2 separate regions of the Mus musculus genome follow, and region 2 is linked to region 1. The links are chromatin contacts, called in public HiChIP or PLAC-seq maps. All regions are on one chromosome and are shown on one strand. The core of a region is the stretch at or near the end of the contact, and the rest is flanking DNA. Distances in the headings are between cores, read along the strand shown.

Region 1 (3,625 bases), core at 370-2,869:
CCTAAGCTAATGGCTTAGGAGGCAGAAACACATACTGAGCAGTTTCTTCGGCCTCATCCCTCCAGGTGGTCAGTATCTTATAAGGCCTGGATGTGCCCCCCCCTGGCCCCCCACCGTGATATGCCCAATCCCCAATGTGTACCTCTCCCAAGGAACACAGAAGAGATGCTACCCGACTCTTATCCTGGGGCTAGATACTCGTATGCCCTCATTGGTAAGGGCAGACCTAGTCCCCTTTACCGTTTCTTCAATCTAAGCATGCCAAGGGGTAGCCTAAAGCTCAGCCTGAGAAAAATGAAGAAAGACACCATCTGAGCCCTCCCCTTTATTCAGTAAGATCTCCTTCCACTCCTCCAAACCCTTCCCTTTTCATTTAGTATGTGCAGAGCTCTCTGGGAAAACAAAACAAAATAAAACAAAAAAACCCAGCAGACAAAGAGATTATCATTCAAAGCAGGCCCAAGGAAAATAGATTTCCCTAAGTCCCACGGGTGCTCCTACCCTAGAGTAGTACACTGCCGTATGGAAAGTTCAACTGCAATTCTAGATTAATGCTTAAAGAATAAGAAATACAGGCTAGATGCGCTCAGGATCACTGCGGACCCGGGACCCTCCCACCCCCACCCCACCCCACCCCACCCCACCCACACATGAGAACTCACACGGGATGGCTGGAAACCCAGTCTGAGTGTCAAACAAATTATCCGGAAGTCGTGCGGGGTGTGTGTCATTGTATTGGCTTGTGTTTGGCATGCTGCATGCCAGAGGCCCAGGATTCAATCACAGAAGGAATGAAAACAACCACTACTACAGGGGAGAGAAAACAGGCGGGGAAACCTCGGTGTTCCTCCATCTCCACTTCTTACAACCCCATCTCGTCGGACAGGACTTCTTTCTTCCTTAGTGGGAGGACCCACTACAGCTCCCACTTTTCCTTCGCCCCTCGCGCCACCATCGCATGTCCCCGGTTAACTGCTCAATGTGACCGAGTCTCCCTTCATTTCAACATCAACCATGGTTGCCCTTCATCTACTTTTAAGGGGGAACACGCACACTAACTTGTCCCGAAGCAAATCCATCCTTTTCCAGAGGATCAAACGCTCCACACTAGAGGACCCCCATCGCCAGGAACGCCCACGGGGGTGGAGTAGAAGGGGCGGGGGGAGGGGCGAGCGGCCGAGGAACGGAAACCCGGCGGCTTTGTTTACGGCTCAGGGACCCAGCCGACCCGACCGGGAGTTCACCGGCCCGGCCCCGGCGCTCGCAGGGGTCGAGGTGCTCCGGAGCCCAGGCAGCTGGACTTCCCGTCTCCATCGCGGCGCGCCCCTCCCACCTCGGCCCGGCCCCTTCCCGCCCAGGTCCCGGACTCACGATGCACTCGCGGACCCTGTCGTGGAACAGCTGTTCTCGCACGGATAGCACTTCGTAGTCAGCTGCTTCCATACTCTGCTCAGCATGACTGGGGCGGGGGTGTCTCCGGGCCCGGGGAGGACGAGCGGGGATGAGGCCGCCGCCGCCCGCCAAGCACCCGGACCCAGCCTAAGCGCCTCTCCTCGCTGCCCGTGACGGAAACTCAAGGTAATCTGGGGCTCAGATTCTGCGGTCGGACGCCCCGCCCTTAAAGGGGCAGGCCCCAGCCCGCCTAGTCTTAAAGGGCTCGGGTCCCCCTCGGTCCCCTCCCCTTTAAGGTGGGGTCACTCGCAAGCACGTTTCAACGCAAGTACCCGCCGCCCGGCTACGCGGAAGTGCCAGGCTTGGTGCCCAGTGACGACACAAGGCCTGGGCGGGTTTCTTCAGAGGAGCGGAACTTACTGGTTCCTCGTAGACTGTCGGTCATCGCTAGGAGTGCGCTGATAGGACATTCTGGGAAAGGAGGCGGGATGTTTTTGGCCTGTCGAAGCTGTTCTAAAACTAAGAGTCCTTGTGGTCCACGGCTGAGATGTGAGGGTTGGTTCCAGGATGTGTATCCGTCAGGATTTTAGTTTAAACGAATAAGGTTGGGATCAGGTCAGCCCGTCGAGAAGATGTAAGCACCACGGGGTCTTCTGAAGGGACGGCTGCCTGTAACCCAAAGGTCCATAGCGTTTTCTTTTCTTTTTCTTTATTTTTATTTTTGGTTTTTCGAGATAGGGTTTCTCTGTGTAGCCCTGGCTGTCCTGGATCTCACTCTGTAGACCAGGCTGGTCTCGAACTCAGAAATCCGCCTGCCTCTGCCTCCCAAGTGCTGGGATTAGTGGCTTGTGCCACCACTGCCCGATGCGTTTTTTTATTTGTTATTGGAGTTTCCCTGCCACTCCAGACAGCTTTCACACAGTTATTTTTGTGGAAGGCCTAGGGTATTAGAGAACAAATAGTTAAAAAACAAACCACAACAAAAACAAAAAAACAGGAGACTTTTTAAAAATGTCATGAAACTTTTGTTTTGTTGAGACAGGTCTTGCGATGCAAACCAGGCTACCCTTGAATTCTCAGCTTCCTAGTTGATTGCATGTATTACCAGGCCCAGGCTATCCCGAAACTGAGGAAATATCCCAGGGAATATTGGTGAGTGGGTTGAGTAAAACATTAACTCCCAAACATTAACTCCCTGCTATGTGCTGTTCTCTTTATAGCCTTTATCTAATTTTAATGTTTTAACATTTTAACGTTTTAACGTTTTAATTTGAAACTAGAAAATAGAGGTTGGCCCAGTCCTACTTTGAGATTCAGAAACCATCTGGGCATTGTGGCACACGTCTTTTAATTCAGCACTAGGAAGGCAGAAGCAGGTGGATCTATAAATTCATGGCCAGTCTGCCCTTTACATAATGTTTTAGGACAACCAGAGTAACATGGTGAGAATTTGTCTCAAAAACAAAATAAATACATCCCGTGTATACATTTATGTTTATATAGTTGGCCCTCTGCATTGTTGGGTTCTACATCTGTGGGTTCAGCTAATCTCAAACACAAAGCAAAAACCATTTGGGAGGGGTAGCTATAGAGATGGCTCAGTTGGTAACAGGAGAAGGACCTAAGTTCCATTCCTAGCACCCACAATTAATGAGTAGTGCAGGCTGGTGAACCCGGGGAGGTGTGGACGGGAGGATCCCTAGGGTCTGCTGACTAGACTAGTCAGCGAACCCTATTCATGTAGCCCCAAGTCCTAATGAGAGACCAAGTCTAAAAACACATCTGGGATACAAAGAGAGACCCTGCTTCAAAATACAACAGCAAAATACATCTAGGGCTGGGAATGTTACACAGTGATAAAGAACTTAGCATGAGCAAGACCTTGGATTTGATTCCCAACACCATGAAAAAAAGTCTTGGGAACAAAATTATGTCTGTACTGAACATGTGCAGATTTTGTGTTCTTGCTGGTATACCCTAAATTTTGTTTTGTTTTTTGTTTTTTGAGACAGGGTTTCTCTGTGTAGCCCTGGCTGTCCTGGAACTCACTCTGTAGACCAGGCTGGCCTTGAACTCAGAACCACCTGCCTCTGCCTCCCAAGTGCTGGGATTAAAGGCATGCGCCACCACTGCCCGGCTATACCCTAAACTATTTATATAATTTTTACACCGTATTGAGAATTATAGGTGCTGGAGTATTGGTTCTAAATATTTTGGGCGATATGCATACGTT
Region 2 (3,625 bases), core at 296-2,795, 330 kb after region 1:
CTGCCTGGCGCCCGAGAGCTTGGGGAGATGGCCGGGCCTCACACTACCTTTGTCCATCCTCTCACAGTCCCAAAGCCTCCGGCTCCAAACCACAGGGCTAGGAGGAAGGGTCCCACAGGCTCATCCAAGGGTTCTGACCAAGCGAGCTTGGATGCTGAGAAGAGAGTCTGGGAAGGAGAGGTAAGGCTCCCTCAGGCTCGGGTTTCCAACAGGCCAAACCTACTGACTGACCAATCCCTTATCCTCGTGCACTCGTGCACCCTGTCTGAGGTAGTGGGAAGAGGCAAAAGAGCTCTACTCTCAATTGCACCTAACCATTAGTAGCTATTACCTGGTCTGATGGCTCTGACAGTTAATCCCAGCATGTGGAGGCGGAGGTAGAGGTAGAGGTAGAGGTAGAGGTAGAGGTAGAGGTAGAGGTAGAGGTAGAGGTAGAGGCAGGTGGATCTCTGTTGACTTTAAGGCCAGCCTCGTCTACAGAGCAAGCCAGGGCTATCTATATAATGGTGAGCCTCTGCTCCAAACAATAAAAACAAAAAATATAAGTAGCTATGTGGGAGTCACTGAGGCCTTTGTGTGAATGATAAAAAGATGTGGGAAAAAACGTATTAGGCTCAGAGATCTCTCTTAATTTTACCAGTGAATCCTAAATTAAGCATTTGGAACGTTAACCAGAAAGGGTCAAGGGATTCCTGACTCATTTGTTTTCCTTTGCCTGTCTACTCAAATCAGCAGCACCAGCCTGCCCCCAGGCCACAGCCTGGGAAGGTAGATGGAATCCCACTATCTCGCTACCCTTTTGCTTTCCCTTCCATTTGCAGCTTTTACTAAAGCGGGTGGTTCCTTCGGACGATTCAAACGTGGTTTGGGAACTGTATGAATACCCAGCGCTTTGGCAGCCCCGCCCCTCCTGACTCCGGCGTCTCGTAGAGCAAAGTTCTGGCTCTGCCTTTAAGGACGCTCCACGACCAGCTCCGTGGGTACCACAGAAGGGGGGTGCAGGTGTCCAGTCCCACGAGCAACTAAGGCAAAGTGCTTGCCCTCCTTCCCTTCCCTCCTCCCGACAGGGCACCCCCAAGGTGAGGGATCAGTGCAGGTCTGTTTCAGGGACTCTGGGGAGCAGTGGTAATTTAGTCAACTCTTCGGCTCCATACTACTGCATCGATCTCGCCATCTGGCTCTGAGGCCCACAGGCCGGTGGTAGCGAACCAGGACCAACTCCCAGACAATTCTCATCCCACCTCAAGCATGCCACCTGTGCGCATGCGTAACACCGCAGGCCAGAGCCTGGCCTGATCGGACTTACGCATGCGCAGATTTTTCGGGGCGATACCGGGGCGGGGCCCCAAATCTTGTTGTGGGGTTGTGCCCCGAGGCACGTTGGGAAACTCCACTTCACCCTCCAGGTCTACTCAGAACACTAGGAGACGAGTCGCGGGGTCTCACCATTCCTAGGCTGCCAGCTCCAACAATTTCTCCGCGGCGACGGCAGGAGCCGCAGGGCCAAAGCCGGCTTCCGTGAGACACATCTACTTCCGGGTTGCGAACGAAGGGTTGGACGATCTCTTCCGGTTCGTCCTGGACCCGTAAGTGGAAGGGGCGTGGCCGTGCGCCTTAGTGGAAACCATTTTGCGGGGAGCCGGAAATACAGCTTTCCCGGTTGGCAGAAGCGCTTAGGGAGGCACCAGGCAGTGTTAATTATAGGAACCGCGGAGGTTTCCGTGTTGGAAAACGCAGCGGGAGGGCGGGGCTTGTGCTGAGACCCCGCCCAGGCGACGCTGGGAGGGGCGGGGCCGCCGTGCATTCGTAATTAGCACTAACCTTGGTAGGTCTCTCTGGACCAAATCTTGTATTGTTTTATCTGCCAGTGTTTTCAGATAAGGGATTCGGTCAGGCTCTTTGCTAAGCACAGGACTGGAGGAACATGTTGGAGAGTTTGCTCTAACTGTGGCGTACAGTACGATCCCGAAAATTCCTGTCTAAGGGGGAGATGCAGGATGGTGGCCGCGTTCCTAAGGAAACACTCCTTAGAAGGAGCGGCGCCAGTTGCTTACGCCAGAAGAACTCCATCTAGACTGCTGGGGTCAGTCGTGGGTAGCCAGCAAACCAACCGAATCCTTTTCAGAGGACAGTGTTCCCTGAGGAAACTGTTTTGAAAGAAAGAACTAGTTCCCAGAGAACAGGAGACGTCCAGACTTTGGGGCCGTGAGAGATGCCCGGGAAAGCTAGGGAGACTGGGCTCTAATAGCTCTTTCATGCCTTCTTTGAGGGGCACAAAAGTGGAGCAGCTCTGGCTGGAGGAGCTTCCGGGAAGAGCGTTTGCCCAGCGTGCCTGACATCCTGAACTTAAGTGTCAAATGGACGACCCTGACAAGTTGCAAGTCTTCTCTTCATAATATACTGTTACTTATTTAACGAGCATGTATTTGCTTTATCGCTCCCAAAACAAAGTTTTCTGGTATACAGTGTGCTTGTTAGAGGTTTGTCAACTTGAAACTAGCTAGAATCTTCGCGCTCAGTTGAGAAAATGCCTCCTTCAGACTGGTTGGTAGGCAAGTCTGGGGTGTGTTTTCTTGTTTGGATAGATGTGGGAGGTCTAAGCAGTGCCTGCCTTGAGGTTCTTGCCCCAACTTTCCTCGGTAATAGACAGTGACTTGAAAGTTATGAGATGAGGGGCTGGTGAGATGGCTCAGTGGGTAAGAGCACCCGACTGCTCTTCCAAAGGTCTGGAGTTCAAATCCCAGCAACCACGTGGTGGCTCACAACCATCCATAACGAGATCTGACTCCCTCTTCTGGAGTGTCTGAAGACAGCTACAGTGTACTTACATATAACCAATAAATAAATCTTAAAAAAAAAAAAAGAAAGTTATGAGATGAAATAGACCCTTTGCTTCCCAGGTCGCCTTTAGTTACAGTGTTTTGATCACAGCAATTAAAAACAAACTAGGACACAGTCTGGTGGGTTGTGCAAAATATAGTGTGGTTTAGTATCTATACAGATGACAATTAATTGGGCTTTCTTCTTTAAAGAGTTTTTGTTTGTTTGTTTGTTTGTTTTTAAGTAGGAGTGAAATACTTGTTGCTTATCAGGCAAGTTCTGTCCCACCAAGCCACATGGACAGCCCTAACAAGGGATCGTTTGGTAAAGAGCTGGATGGGTACTGTTCAATGTTTGTTAGATGTTTTTCTCCTAGGAAAGGCAAACCCTTAAAGAAGGAAACCCTGAAAGAAGAAAGGGTTATTTTAGCTCACAGGGTTTTTGGGGGTGTGAGGGGGACAAACATCATGGCAGGAAAGGCATGGTGGCAGGAGTGTGGGGTGATTGCTCACGCTGTGTCCAGAACTTGGAAGTGCAGAGAGATGAAGTATTGGTGTTCTGCCTGCTTTCTCCTTTCTGTTCAGTCTGTAGCCCTAGCCCAAGGTCACTCGAAATTAGGGTGTGTCTCCCATCTAAGTTAAACCTCCAGAAATAGCTTCACAGATGTCTTGTGACTCTAAATGAGGTTAAGCGGACAAGATCACAAGCCCACCTGATGTCCAGGCATACCACATTTATGTCGGTGGCATCCATCAGCTGCTGGTGCCACTGGAGCATAGCGATCACCGGTCTTTCTTGGTTTGTT

What was found. HiChIP or PLAC-seq counts read pairs in DNA pulled down with a chosen protein or histone mark.
Region 2: an H3K27ac HiChIP or PLAC-seq map of extraembryonic endoderm stem cells shows a contact between it and region 1. The contact joins the promoter of Mcrs1 here to the promoter of Lmbr1l in region 1. A contact is called at or near these places in 4 of 39 promoter capture datasets (the HPC-7 cell line, cranial neural crest, hippocampal neurons and 1 more), 1 of 484 Hi-C or Micro-C datasets (CD4 T cells), 4 of 115 datasets of contacts at active chromatin or transcription factors (the 230-238 cell line, embryonic stem cells, extraembryonic endoderm stem cells and 1 more) and 1 of 9 other capture datasets (adipose tissue).

Annotation. Positions count from the first base shown.
Region 1 is chr15:98,916,479-98,920,103 of GRCm38.p6, forward strand. Lmbr1l (limb region 1 like) reads right to left here and starts at 1,620. Exons shown (of 17, transcript NM_029098.3): 1 at 1,372-1,620. The coding sequence starts at 1,443. It overlaps Gm41396 (a long non-coding RNA gene), which reads left to right and starts at 1,491. Exons shown (of 5, transcript XR_001781764.2): 1 at 1,491-1,578; 2 at 2,435-2,544.
Region 2 is chr15:99,250,416-99,254,040 of GRCm38.p6, forward strand. It overlaps Mcrs1 (microspherule protein 1), which reads right to left and starts at 1,546. Exons shown (of 15, transcript NM_016766.3): 1 at 1,447-1,546; 2 at 48-167. The coding sequence starts at 57. 1700120C14Rik (RIKEN cDNA 1700120C14 gene) reads left to right here and starts at 1,373. Exons shown (of 3, transcript NR_045627.2): 1 at 1,373-1,586.